Regions from separate parts of the Zea mays genome. Here region 2 is linked to region 1. A link is a contact called in public Hi-C data. All regions are on one chromosome and are shown on one strand. The core of a region is the stretch at or near the end of the contact, and the rest is flanking DNA. Distances in the headings are between cores, read along the strand shown. Region 1 holds the start of LOC100191846. Region 2 holds the start of LOC103633132 (transcription initiation factor TFIID subunit 15).

Region 1 (7,551 bases), core at 1,461-3,960:
TAAGTGCAATCTAAACCTAAAAAGAATAATATCTGGAAACCAGATTACAAAATCAGTTTCCAGATCACTTATGTTGCCAACTGCAAAGAGAAGCTTAATGTGACTTCTGCTTACCTGAGCCAATAAGATGTCAAGTTTTCCGCTGTTATTCAAAGAAGGAAACACATCACCATGACCAGGAGGATACCTTACACATCAAAAATCACAACAATCAGATGGGTATCACATTTATGTAAATACGCTATAAATGAGGTACAGTTCAAACTATATCTAAAAGTCTTCACCGTAAATAATCCAACAAGCAAGGTGATATTCCATTGTGAGTAGTCATTGCCTCATTGGAATAACATTTTAACTTCTATAATAACCTAAGACAGAAAACTAACCAGCCATCCTTCCCAGATTTCCCTTTGCTGGGAAGTGGCAAGAAGTCCTCGGTAACAATGCGAGGATACTGGCTCTGTAGAAGACAATGCAAATTTATCAGCTAACATTGCTTTCCACTCCAAAATGCTATATACTTGAAACAGTGTAGTCGAAATATATATTAAAAAAACAGGCCGCAAACCTGATTGAAAGTATGAATTTCGATGTTGGAGTTGGAATACTTCTCAACAATCTTCAGGGAAGAGAAAAGGTAAGCAAGCATGTAAGTACAACTCTAGGAACTCATCATTTAATGAACACAAAAGCATATTAGTACAAGTCTAAGAACTCATCAATTTAATGAAGACAAAAGCAAAGGGAAAACAGAACCTTCTGTGTGTCATCATGGGTGTTGAAAGAGTTCATCAGAAGTAAAGGGACATTGCATCCATACTTCTTGTTCAGGGACTGCAGAGACATGTAACGAATAAAGCATAGACTGATTCTTCCATATCCAAACAGTAAGAGAAGATGTTCAGGTTAATGAAGGATACCTCAATTTGAATCACAATAAGGTCAAGGAATGTGAACCCATTGCGGACTTCAATGACAGACCTGCAGGACATAGGAATCTTAGTTGTTCTAACTGCTCAAAGATGAAGCAAGAGCCATAAGTCCATACCATCTCAAGGGTCATGCATAGCTGCATAAATAACTAGTTAATGCATAGGGTGCCTAAGTGTGGCTAATGCCTATCAAAGTTGTCTCACTAGATTAAGTCAACAAATTGAAGAGTTCTAGAAATAGATCTAGCTCAACAAACAATGATATGCCAGGAGACTTAATGGCATCTAATTAACCAACAATTAGATACAAATGGGTCAGACACTACTAGTTGAGGCATTAAGAACACTCCATAAGAAAGTGATACAGGCAGCTGCAGCTAATTAGGAGCTGGGCAGATAAACAATTTGATCACCTTATCACATCAAACAACATATGCACACAGCCACTCATCAATCCACTCATTTTCAAAAAATGGAAGGAGATCTAAACCTATTGGAACCGCAATATAGTGAAAAGGGACAACAGTATGAGCACTTGAAAGATACAACTTAAGTATTCCATATTCTTCTAGACCATAGACATTGAAAGCTCCACTGGTAGAGCCAATAAAAACAGCATTATTAGGACAGGTCATACTATAACAATGGTACAGTACATTATGACATCTGAGCGTGCGCACTAAAACCCAAAGAACAACGCAATAGTGATACTTGTTTAATCATTTGCGTCCATTAGGAAAAGCAAGCTTGCACCAACTACAAAACTATCGACCAAGAAACTAACAAAGAAAAGTAAATAACCCAGAAACAGGGCTTGAATAACAAATATTATATTACTAGTGCTCTACCAAAAACCATGTGCAGGAAGATCAACACCGAGTTTCCATGTTGCTCAGAACGTGTATCTAGGGAACAAAGACACAATCCACATATTTACAGGCTAGCTAAAGAGAAATACAGTTCCTAGTCCCTTCGTAATTCAAAATATACCTCACACAAACATAACGAACAAAGCTAGATACATGATCCAGCATGTGAGAGCTGGTAAAATTCAGCCAAGCAGTAGTGGAGAGGATGGAGGTGCACTCACTTGGGCCCAGTGCAGCCCATGGTCGTCCCGAGCCCTCCGTTAAGCTTGAGCACAACGAGCTTATCCAGCAGCTTCTTCGTCTCCTCGAGATCTACCTCACAGACACACGATCCAATCAGTGTCCACACGCAGTGTGTAAGAGATCCACGATCGGATCCACCCACAACAACAATCACACTACACTTAACTAAGATGAAATTGGCACGGGCGATCATACCTTCGGGAGGCGACGCGACGGTATCGTAGGGCACCACCACCTCATCCGTAGGGGTCTGGATCTTGCTCCACTCGATCTGCTCCGCCTCCCCACTGCAAAACGCCACAGCACACATAACTCGGCTGACGAGTCGATGCGCACAGAGCAATCATACAGAGTGAACCTGCGGGATCTACTTCTACTTACCTGAGGTACCGTGACACGAGGCTGATGAACCCGGACTTCTCGTTCTCGCTGCGCGGAAAAACACACTCAGAAATCAGCAAAAATGGGAGGCGAAGCGATCGGGCGGCGAGATCTAGTGCGGAGAGGAGGGGGGCACTCGCCTGATCTGGTCGAGCTTGGCGACCTCGGCGCGAAGCTTATCGAGCTTCTCGTCGACCGACACCGCGGTGGTGGCCATCGTCGGGGCTCGCGAGGCTTCGAAACGAAAGGACGGGACGAGATGTCAGACGAGCGGAGTGCAAGCGAGGAGGTGTGGTGTGGTGTGTGTGCCGTGTGCGCGAGCGAGCAGGACAGCGCGGGTTTCATTTATAGCGGCCGCGGTCTCCGTCAGGCGCCGTGACGGAATGTGCGGCGGGGGTGCCGGATGCTCCGCGCGTCGTGACGGCGTCTGACATCTGGCACGACGGGAAGAGCCCGGCCGTGCGGACCTCGGGGTTCTCGTCGTGTCGAGGCTAGCCCGCCTGTCCCGTCTGATCCGTCGGCGCCGCGACCGGGATCGGGGATGGCGCGGTGAACGCTGAGCTGGCCGCCGGCTTCGCGTGGGCTGGACGCGGACGGACGGCGTGTCAGTGTGTCATTAGGCTCCGTGCTTTAACAAACCAGTCTCTTTCGGCAGCTATACCATCCTGATTATGTTATCTTAACTTTTTTTTTGGATAGAAATTATGTTATACTTTCTTAATGCTGTCATGGGGATGTGCAGGTAAAATTGGATCCTGTTAACTGAAAATTATCGTGGGCGCCGTGGTCTGCTAATGCTGTGTGACAAGTTCGGAGACATCGAACGCGACACTAGTTTACTAGTAGTAGTTGCGCTATCGATAAATGTTTGCTAAAAAATGTAATAGCTAACTATCCTTTTCAAAGAAACGAAAAAGTGAGCCAGTGTGCGTTTCCGCTGCATCATCTGCATCTCGGCCCGCGACCAGGTTTCGGGTTCCAGCCATACATCATGGTGCGATTAGGTGTCAACGTGCGCTTCTAAGTCTTATAACAAACTAATAATTGCACAGTGCGTGCACAAAGGTGCGTGTTTCACCAAACTGATGCTCTATTCAAATCAAATCTAAATATCATTGTTTGTATCACATGTGTGTGTCGGTGCCAGGCTGCCAGCAAAGAGTGGTGCACGTTCTTTTCATTATTATTTTTTTTCCAAACATGAGGGATATATAAGATGAGTGGCGCAGAAGCAACGCTTTGTTGCTGTTGCTGCAACAAAAATAAGGTTGCGCGAGATGCATCAGTCATCAGAGGGTGGCCCTTAATTTAATTTCCTTCCGTTTAAAGATGGTGACTCCTCTCACCTTGGCGATTTGCCGGTTCATGTCTGACACCGACATAGTACAGGACTACCCCAAGTGCATGAAACCAATATATAGGCGGGGCCCTCCGGTGATGACTGGTGAAGCACACTCACCTATATCTGCGCCTCCGCTCCTGCATCTCCAAACACCTGTGCACAGCGCTCCGTTCTTGGCCAGCAGCGCTCTGATGGTCCGCCGAGCCTGCTGCTCCTGTCTCCTGGAGTTCATTCCCCTTGCGCCAAGCCGAGTCACATTTGAAGGTGAAGGTGAAGGTGAAGGCGAAGGCGAGCAGAGGTGACACCTTTCGGTGCTTCTGCGGGCAGGGACACGGACGCCCAAACAAGCTGCCGAACAAATCATCATAATCATCTCACGCTGCTGCCAGGCGATCGAACACGGGACGTCCTGTTCGTATCCAAAGGACCATGCAGAGATTGCGCTCGGTTCTTGCATTGACTCACGCCAGAGTTTTGCCAGGCGAAATAAAATCCAAAACGAAGGCCCTGTTTGGCACAGCTGCTGCTTGTTGAAAAAGCAGCTTATCTGATAAGCTGGTGAAAAGCAGTTTCTGCTTGTTGGCTGCTTTTAGTGTATTCTGAGAAGCAGCTGAACTGATAAGCTGCTGCAGAAGCTAGCTGTTTGGCAGAACTTCTGTTTAAATTTGTGAAGAAGCTGAAAATAAGCTGTGCCAAACAGGGCCGAAATAGGAAGGCAACGTTGTGTGCAGGCGTGACTGCGTGAGCATGTTGAGAAAGCTTTTAATTAGTCGTCTTTTGCATCTCGCCCTATGCTTCTACACAACTGCAGCAGCAGCTCAGGCATGCGACAAGCAAATGCTTTTGAGTGTTGAGAGTTGAGATGTACCGTATCATGTATGGGGTGGATCTCGCTTCAAAGTGAACTTTTGGTGATCCTATCGTGTAAGCAGCATTATGGGAGTATTTCGTACATTCCAGTGTTGGATATGGAACTTGTCCCGTACTCCTTCATGCATGCAACTATGAAGTGCAGCAACATGAAGATCATTCGGACGGGGGTGGCTGGGCTAACTTTTTTTTTTACCAACACAACATAGAATAATTTCAATCTGCGTCGTGTTGTGCCTAAATACTAAAAGTTAGGCCCAGCCAATGATAATGTCGTGTCGACTCAAGCACGGCACGAAAATAAAAACTTATATATATATATATATATATATATATATATATATATATATATATATATATATATATATATAATACATTCTTAAAATGTTCATAACTTACTATAAACTAAAAAAACGTATGAGAAAGAGACACCGATGTTTTCTATAACTTGTGTGAAGAGATAAAAAAATATTAGAGCATAAAATAATCATTTAAACACAAGTTTTTTTAACTCATATCTCACTTTGTGCCGTGCGCCCGTGCCGACCTAATCACGGCCTATCTAGTCGTGCCAGGCCATTGTGCCTAAGTTTGAGACACTTAGCCCGTGCAGGCACGACCAATTTTTTCTTCTTGTCATGTCATGCTTTGGGTTCTTATTTTCGTGTCGTGTCGTGCCGGTACCAAATGGTCCGGCCCAAACTGTCTAGTCGCGTCTTCCCTGGGGCGCCACTTGTGTTGGTCTCTACGATTTGCTATCTCTTTCTAGTACCTGATGATCATGTTTGCATCTTGAATGCCTGTTTCATGTGTTCGTAGGCTACAGCGAGAGCACCGAGAGTTCGGGCGTTCCCACCGAGGGAACTCTACGGACAACGAGAGGCGGCAGATCCGCTAAGAGAGAGATGGAAACCGGCGAGAAGGCCACAAGCCACGGGAAGGCTCCATCAAGGGAGTCCGGCGCCAAGGAAGGGAGGAATCACCTCCCCGCGTCAAGTCGCATCGGAGTGGTGACAAGAAGAAGATGATGAAGAAAGTGGTCTACTACGAGACCGATTCTTCGTCGCCCTCCACATCCGGCTCCGACGCCGCGTCCGTCACTTGTAAGCGCCATGAGCGCAAGAAGTATAGTAAGATGCCAGTTCGTTGTCCCCGTATCTCTAAACACGCTCCTTTACTTTCTGTTCCATTAGGCAAACCACCATATTTTGATGGTGAAGATTATTGTATGTGGAGTGATAAAATGGGGCATCATCTAACCTCACTCCACGCAAGCATATGGGACATTGTTGGATTTGGAGCGCATGTACCTACGGTGGGGGACGAGGGCTACGACTCGGACGAGGCCGCCCAAATCTAGCACTTTAACCCCAAGCAACTACTATACTCCTCGCCTCTCTATGTCGAGAGGAGTATAATAAGGTGCAAGGGTTAAAGAGTGCCAAAGAAATTTGGGACGTCCTAAAGACCGCACACGAAGGAGATGAGGTGACCAAGATCACCAAGCGGGAAATGATCGAGGGGGGGCTCGGTCGATTCGTCCTCAACCAAGGAGAGGAGCCACAAGCGATGTACAACCGGCTCAAGACCTTGGTCAACCAAGTGCGTAACCTCGGGAGAACAAAATGGGATGACCATGAGATGGTAAAGGTTATTCTTAGATCCCTCATATTTCGTAATCCTACTCAAGTTCAATTAATACGTGGTGATCATAGATATAAGCTAATGTCTCCCGAGGAGGTAATTGGGAAGTTTGTGAGCTTTGAGTTGATGATCAAAGGCTCCAAACACATCGTTGACTTAGAGCAAGGCGGCACCTCCACACCCGAGGTGCAACCCGTCGCATTCAAAGCGACGGAAGAGAAGAAAGAAGAGTCTACATCAAGTAGACTCCTCATCGACGCCTCCAAGCTCGACAATGAGGAGATGGCGCTCATCATCAAGAGCTTCCGTCAAATCCTCAAGCAAAGGAGGGGGAAGGACTACAAACCTCGCTCCAAGAGGGTGTGCTACAAATGTGGTAAGCCCGGTCATTTTATTGCTAAATGTCATATGTCTAGTGATAGTGATAGGGGTGACGATAAGATAGGGAAGAAGAAGGAAAAGAAGAGGTACTACAAGAAGAAGGGCGGCGATGCTCACGTGTGTCGGGAATGGGACTCCGATGAGAGCTCCACTGACTCCTCCTCCGACAAGGATGCCGCCAACATCGCCGTCAACAAGGGCCTCCCCTTCCCAAACGTCGGCCACAAATGCTTCACGGCAAAAGACGGCAAAAAGAAGAAGGTACAATCTAGAACCACCCCCAAGTATACTACATCTAGTGATGAGGGTAGTTCTAGTGAAGATGAAGATGACTTGCTTACTCTTTTTGCCAACCTTAACATGCATCAAAAAAAATTAAATGAATTTATAGGTGCCATTCATGAGAATGATGAACTCTTGGACAACCAAGAGAAATTTATTATTAAAGAAAACAAAAAACATGTTAAAGTAAAAAATGTTTATGCTCAGTAAGCAGAGAAAAATAAAAACTTGACTAAATAGCTTAGCATTTGCCATGATTCAATTACCAATCTTAGAAATGAAAATGCTAGTTTAATTGCTAAGATTGATAAATTGAATGAATCAATTTCTAGCTTTAGGATCGAAAATGCTAGTTTAAATTCTAAGGCTAAAGATCTAAATGTTTGCGATGATTCCATTTCCTGTCTTAGAAATGAAAATGTCATGCTAAAATCTAAGATAGATGAATTAAATGTTTGCAAACCCTCTATATCTACTGTTGATCATGTTACTATTTGTACTAGATGTAGAGATGTTAATGTAGAAGCTATTCATGATCACCTTGCTTTAATTAAACAACAAAATGATCATATAGCTCAATTAACTGCTAAAATTAATGAGCATGAAA
Region 2 (7,551 bases), core at 3,291-5,790, 130 kb after region 1:
GCAAGACGAGCATGGTGTGGTGACAAGGAACAAAGCCCGACTTGTGGCCAAGGGATACTCCCAAGTCGAAGGTTTGGACTTCGGTGAAACCTATGCACCCGTAGCTAGGCTTGAGTCAATTCGTATATTATTAGCCTATGCTACTTACCATGGCTTCAAGCTTTACCAAATGGACGTGAAGAGTGCCTTCCTCAATGGACCGATCAAGGAAGAGGTCTATGTTGAGCAACCTCCCGGCTTTGAAGATAGTGAGTACCCTAACCATGTGTATAAACTCTCTAAGGCGCTTTATGGGCTCAAGCAAGCCCCAAGAGCATGGTATGAATGCCTTAGAGATTTCCTTATCACTAATGGATTCAAAGTCAGAAAGGCCGATCCTACACTCTTTACCAAAACACTTGAAAATGATTTGTTTGTATGCCAAATTTATGTTGATGATATTATATTTGGGTCTACTAACGAATCTACATGTGAAGAATTTAGTAGGAGCATGACACAAAAATTCGAGATGTCTATGATGGGGGAGTTAAAGTATTTCTTAGGATTTCAAGTAAAGCAACTCCAAGAGGGCACCTTCATTAGCCAAACGAAGTATACTCAAGACATTCTAAACAAGTTTGGGATGAAGGATGCCAAGCCCATCAAGACACCCATGGGAACTAATGGGCATCTCGACCTCGACACGGAAGGTAAATCCGTAGATCAAAAGGTATACCGGTCGATGATAGGCTCTCTACTATATTTACGTGCATCTCGACCGGATATTATGCTTTCTGTATGCATGTGTGCAAGATTCCAAGCCGACCCTAAGGAAGCTCACCTTACGGCCGTAAAACGAATCTTGAGATATTTAGTTCATACTCCTAAGTTTGGGCTTTGGTATCCTCGGGGATCCACATTTGATTTAATTGGTTATTCGGATGCCGATTGGGCAGGGTGTAAAATTAATAGAAAGAGCATATCGGGGACTTGCCAGTTCTTGGGAAGATCCTTGGTGTCTTGGGCTTCAAAGAAGCAAAATTCCGTAGCTCTTTCTACCGCCCAAGCCGAGTATATTGCCGCAGGACATTGTTGCGCGCAACTACTTTGGATGAGGCAAACCCTTAGGGACTACGGTTACAAATTAACCAAAGTTCCTCTTCTATGTGATAATGAGAGTGCAATTCGCATGGCGGGTAATCCCGTTGAACATAGCCGCACTAAACACATAGCCATTCGGTATCATTTTTCTAAGGGATCACCAACAAAAGGGAGATAGCGAGATTGCATATATTAACACTAAAGATCAATTAGCCGATATCTTTACCAAGCGACTTGATGAACAGACTTTTAACAAACTTAGGCATGATCTAAATATTCTTGATTCTAGGAACTTCTTTTGATATCTTGCATACATAGCTCATTATTATACCTTTGATCATGTCTCTTTTATATATGCTATGACTAATGTGTTTTCAAGTGAACTTCAAACCAAGTCATAGGTGTATTGAAAGGGAATTGGAGTCTTCGGCGAAGACAAAGGCTTCCACTCCATAACTCATCCTTCGTCGTCGCTCCGAGCAACTCTCCAAGTTTGGTATAATCTTCTCTCATATGTCTTTTACCAAAGGAGGAGAAAGTAATTCAAAGGGCTTATATTTCACTCTAAGTATCCGTTTTTGGCGATTCATGCCAAAGGGGGAGAAAGTATTAGCCCAAAGCAAAAGGACCGCACCACCATCTAATTTTAAAACTAATGATTTTCAATTCGTAAATTTCAAATTGATATCTTATTGTGTTCAAAAGGGGAAGAAAGTAGTATTTTCAAAATTGATATCTTAAAACCCTCTTGAACACTAAGAGGAGAATTTCATTAAGGGGGAGTTTTGTTTAAGTCAAAGGAAAAGCATTTGAAACAGGGGGAGAAAACTTCAAATCTTGAAAATGCTTCACAAAATCTTATTCATCTACCTTTGACTATTTGCAAAAAGTCTTTGAAAAGGATTTACAAAAGAATTTGCAAAAACAAAACAAGTGGTGCAAGTGTGGTCCAAAATGTTAAAATTAAAGAAACAATCTATGCGTATCATATAAGTATTTATATTGGCTCAATGATAAGTAACCTTTGCACTTACATTATGCAAACTAGTTCAATTATGCACTCTTATACTTGCTTTGGTTTGTGTTGGCATCAATCACCAAAAAGGGGGAGATTGAAAGGGAATTAGGGTTACACCTATTTCCTAAATTGATTTTGGTGGTTGAATTGCCCAACACAAATAATTGGACTAACTAGTTTGCTCTAGTCTATAAGTTATACAGGTACCAAAGGTTCAACAAAAAGCCAATAAAAAGACAAAGAAAAGGGTTCAACAAAAAGAGCAAGGGATAACCGAAGTGTGCCCTGTTCTGGCGCACCGGACTGTGTCCGGTGCACCAGGGGACTCCAAGCTAAACTTCGCACCTTCGGGAATTCTCAGAGGCGCTTCGCTATAATTCACCGGACTGTTCGGTGCACCACCGGACAGTGTCCGGTGCCCCAGGGGAGAGCGACTCTGAACTCGCCAGCTTCGGATTTCCGCTCCGCTAAAATTCACCGGACATGTCCGGTGCACACCGGACTGTTCGGTGAGCCAGCAGAGCAACGACTACTTCACGCGCAACGGTCGACTTCAACGCATTAAATGCGTGCTTGCGCGCGCAGAGGTCAGAGCACGCGCGGGTGGCACACCAGACAGTCTACAGGACTTGTCCGGTGCGCCACCGGACAGCCAGGCGGGCCCACAAGACAGAGCTCCAACGGTCGAACCCTAACGGCCGGGTGACGTGGTTGGCGCACCGGACACTGTCCGTTGGCGCACCGGACTGTCCGGTGCGCCATGCGACAGCAGCCTCCACCAAACGGCTAGTTTGGTGGTTGGGGTTATAAATACCCCCAACCACCCCACATTCAAGTCATCCAAGTTTCCCACCTTCCAACTACTTACAAGAGCTCTAGCATTCAATTCTAGACACACCTAAGTGATCAAATCCTCTCCCAATTCCACACAAAGCATTAGTGATTAGTGAGAGAGATTTGTTGTGTTCTTTTGAGCTCTTGCGCTTGGATTGCTTCTTTCTTTCATTCTTTCTTGCGAACAACTCAATTGTAACCGAGGCAAGAGACACTAATTGTGTGGTGGTCCTTGCGAGGAAGTTTGTTCCCGTTTGATTGAGAAGAAGAAGCTCACTCGGTCCGAGGGACCGTTTGAGAGAGGGAAAGGGTTGAAAGAGACCCGGTCTTTGTGACCACCTCAACGGGGAGTAGGTTTGCGAGAACCGAACCTCGGTAAAACAAATCCGCGTGTCACACTCTTTATTCGCTTGCGATTTGTTTTACACCCTCTCTCTCGGACTCGATTATATTTCTAACGCTAACCCGACTTGTAGTTGTGATTAACTTTGTAAATTTCAGTTTCGCCGTATTCACCCCCCTCTAGGCGACTTTCAGGGTGAAGTTGGGCTCTTGCTTAAGGTTTAATTATTGTTGATTTTTAGAAAAGCCCAATTCACCCCCTCTTGGGCATCGTGATCCTTTCAGTAGGGCTAGAAAATAAGCTTGAAACTCGTGAGCCGGCTCGAGCTCGGAGTGGTTCCGCTCGGCTCGCGAGCCTTGAGCAAGCCGAGCCGGTATTTTGGGCTCGTTGCCGTAGCGAGTCGAGGCGGCTCGTTCCAACTCGCGAGCTGTGCCAAATTACTTAATATATAGAATAATGATGGATATTGGATAATCTTATAGATAGTGAGTTTGTTCCTTGCCGTTTCATGATACATATATGACAATTCATATTTTAGATTACTCATAATGACGAATGATATCTATATATTTTATATTTATGTACTAATAATTCATTGTATAATGCAATTATATATATTAGGATGTGACTCGCGAGCCACATTCGAGTCAAGCCGAGCCTATCTCTTTAGCTTGTGAAATGGGCGAGCCGAGCCGAGCTTGTCTCGGCTCGTTTCCAGCTCTACTGCCTCATGTAGACGAGGTTGAGTGCCTTATCACCGCTCTCGAAGATAATGTGTCTGTTTGGTTCAACTTTTTTCTGACCAACTTTTTTTTTCTGAGAATCTAACTGTGGAGAGAATCCAACTTGGGGAAATCTGAGTATCATAGGGATTATGTGCGGAAAAAGATGAAGTGTTCCAAAGGGTTCAGAATCTTGAAAGCGACGGATTCCTACTATCTTGACGACTCGATCGATTCTATGTTTATGTTGCTTTTAGATGTTTTTTTATCAAAACAATTATTATAGAAATGTCTCGAAAAACTAGGGCGTCTGCGTAGCACATTTTAGTAACCATAAAAAAGCCAAAACAAACAGGATTATTAATGTTCTCCGACGTGAACCCGGGAGAGCTTAGCTAGCGAGAACTCGGTCGCCCGCGCTGCCCAATTCTCATAATGACATTATATTCAACCATTTTTTTCTTTATTAAAGGACTAAATGACATTATAATGGACGTGGAGTGTTTGATATTGGTATGGAGATGAAACCTATAAAAATGATGGTAAAGTGGGGAAACCTAATTCTCGTAGTGGCAAAATTCCAAATTTGTTGTTGTACACACGGCACACCCTAACCAAAACATCCTGCCGTTTCCCGTTCACCCAGCGTGCGCTCCATCTTGGCGAGGCCGCGAGGGCGACCGCTACAGCAGCAGCCGCCGCCGCCGCCAGATCCCCAGGCCTTCGTTGAACCCTTCGCCGTAACGAGATCAGGTATGCCCACCCTCTCTCTTCCGTTCCTGCTTTGCGAAACCGAACACCCAAACCCTAATATGAGCTATTTGCCTTGTTGTATTCGGATCTGATCGAATTGCAGTATGAACTTTTTGCATGTATTATGCATATGGCATACTATCTTCGACTGTTTTAAAAAAGAATCAGGTATACATATGTAAACTGTAACCCATATTCTTGCTGGGTCCGCCCTATCGGGGAGGATGGTAGGTCGTCATTCCCGCTAGTACCTGTGGCAGATTTGATCTCTCTGTCGCGGTACCTGCGTCTGCGAGGCTGTTTTGACGTTCTAGCTGTTCGTGAGATCATCGTGTCCTTCGGTTCCTGTCATTCTGCTCTTGATTACATGTATCGTCTGCTGAATTTGTGCTCTTGTGTGATCCAAAAATCTGATAACCATAGTATTTGGTGCGTCGTATCTGTTGCATGGTTTTCTCCTGCCACTTTTATCCACTGTCTGGGCATAGTTTGTCACCTGCTGGTGTAAATTTACGTGTACCTTCGGTTGAGAGCTCTTATGCAAATGGTTCGATGGTAAAAGAATCATTTTCACACAGCATTTTCAATTAGCTTACATATTTCTTGGAGGGTAACACCTGGTGTTCCTTTCTTATATGGTAACGATAAATTGATAATTATAGGACATACATCTGTTCACTTTTTTTGTTTGGTTTGTTTGTCTTTTCTTCCCTTATTATCTCTAGAATTTACATTCCTACTAACTGAACTTCAGTGTTTCATGCCACAAGTCTTACAAAATTGCAGATCTTCTAGAATCGAGTCAACTGAAATGCCCTAGTATTTTAAGTATGGACTGTTGCAAACAAATTAATTCGGTTTATAAATTAACTGGAGGCTGTTCAGTGCTTATACTCTCAACTTCAACATACTTTAGGTTTACTCCTTGCCTTTTGTTATGAACCCACAATACCCTATTCATTATTCAATTCATTCTTTTATTCTCACTGCTTACTGTTTGTCTTATTCTGTATCCCATTTTAAGTATTATTTGCACTTTTATGCCTGTGATGATATTGTCTACTTCATACCTCTTTAGTATTTTTTGAAGCAAGACAATTAGACAAAACGAATCAATGGTACTACTTTTCCATAATTTGGTGGTTTTGTTACAGATGGCTGGGTATATGTCAAGAGGGCCCCAAAATGGTTCTGTGTATGTCTGCAATCTACCTCCTGGAACTGATGAAAATATGTTGGCTGAATATTTTGGCACCATAGGCTTGCTAAAGGTATGGGTCTTACCAGGTAACATTTTTGGCCACTACCAAAAATTTTAAGATTGTTCATACATTTTAAATTCCATTTAAAGAACACTTAGCCTCGTCTCTGTTGTAAAATTGCAACAGAAGGACAAAAGGACTGGGCGTCCAAAAATTTGGATATACAGGGACAAAGTTACTAATGAACCAAAGGGTGATGCAACAGTCACCTATGAGGATCCACATGCTGCTTCAGCTGCTGTGGAATGGTTCGATAACAAGGATTTCCATGGGAGCACTATTCAGGTTCACATAGCTGAGTCAAAAAGCAAAGATGCATTCGATAACCCCACAAGTTTGAACATCATTGGTGGTGTTGGTGAACAAGATGAACTGGATAATGGAGCAGGCAGAGGCAGAGGGCGTGGTGATGGTCCAGGCAAGGCTTGGCAGCAAGATGGGGATTGGATGTGTCCAAATACAAGGTCTGTTATGATTGGTGAGCGACTTCTCTATCACTTCAGTTCACTAGTTGACTAGTATTGTATTCACATTGTTATTCTTTTTTTTTTGATTATCTGAGATTATTTATTCTCCCAGTTGTGGCAATGTAAATTTTGCCTTCCGTGGTGTTTGTAATCGCTGTGGAGCTGCACGCCCTGCTGGTGCTGGTGGAACTGCTGCTGGTGGTGGCGGTAGGGGTAGAGGCCGTGGTAGCTCTGATGCAAGAGGAAGCAGCCATGCTGGTGCTGCTGTTGGTGGTCCACCTGGATTGTTTGGCCCGAATGATTGGCCATGTCCAATGTAAGAGGCTAAGATTTAAATTTTTTCTGTTTCGTAGATTTGAATACATCCATTAATTTCGATCTTCATTTTTTCACATTTATTTGTATATGCATCTGCCCCATGAAATCAATAAGACAATGCTTTTGACATTATTCTGGGATTTTTCGTATCTCAAATTTAACTGCCACCCTCTATGTCTTAAGCAATTTTTATGCTTCATTAGTATAAACTTGCTGTCTTATATGATGATATGAACCCAACTTCATTTGTGTCCAGGTGTGGCAACATCAACTGGGCTAAGCGGACCAAATGTAATATATGTAACACCTCCAAGCCTGGTACCAATGAAGGTGGTGTGAGGTAAGTACAAGGGCACTATTTGCATGTGGTTGGCCATATTATTTTAGATGACAATATAAATTGTACTCTATCAGGTATCCCAAACATCTTGTAAATTATATTATCAAATCAGGAATATTAAACATACTGTAAATTATAGTAACAATTCATGTAACTAAGAATGTGAGCCCTCATTTGTTATATGTGGTAATGGATTAATAGGGTTCATCGATAGATAAACATCATGCTTTTCACCTGATGCACTCACAGCTAGGATGAATTTTGCCGCACAGCAACAGTACTCCTTAAAAAACTGCAGATCAATTGCAGTGATATTGTGCCCTTAATGTGACCAGTTTTTGACCTTTGGGCTCAGAAATTGACTCAAAGGAGGTGCAATGCCACTTTGCCCATTGACAATTGTTGTGAGTTGTT

Evidence for each region. A called contact is a pair of places that touch in the nucleus more often than the background predicts.
Region 2: a Hi-C map of tassel shows a contact between it and region 1, with 2.7 times the contacts expected there. The contact joins the promoter of LOC103633132 here to the promoter of LOC100191846 in region 1. A contact is called at or near these places in 2 of 25 Hi-C or Micro-C datasets (leaf and tassel).

The regions. Positions count from the first base shown.
Region 1 is chr7:152,897,722-152,905,272 of Zm-B73-REFERENCE-NAM-5.0, forward strand. LOC100191846 reads right to left here and starts at 2,711. Exons shown (of 21, transcript NM_001137270.1): 1 at 2,566-2,711; 2 at 2,426-2,473; 3 at 2,240-2,331; 4 at 2,023-2,113; 5 at 921-981; 6 at 757-834; 7 at 569-619; 8 at 387-460; 9 at 115-187. The coding sequence starts at 2,642.
Region 2 is chr7:153,025,334-153,032,884 of Zm-B73-REFERENCE-NAM-5.0, forward strand. LOC103633132 (transcription initiation factor TFIID subunit 15) reads left to right here and starts at 4,541. Exons shown (of 8, transcript XM_008654812.4): 1 at 4,541-4,750; 2 at 5,905-6,021; 3 at 6,139-6,476; 4 at 6,592-6,795; 5 at 7,054-7,137. The coding sequence starts at 5,905.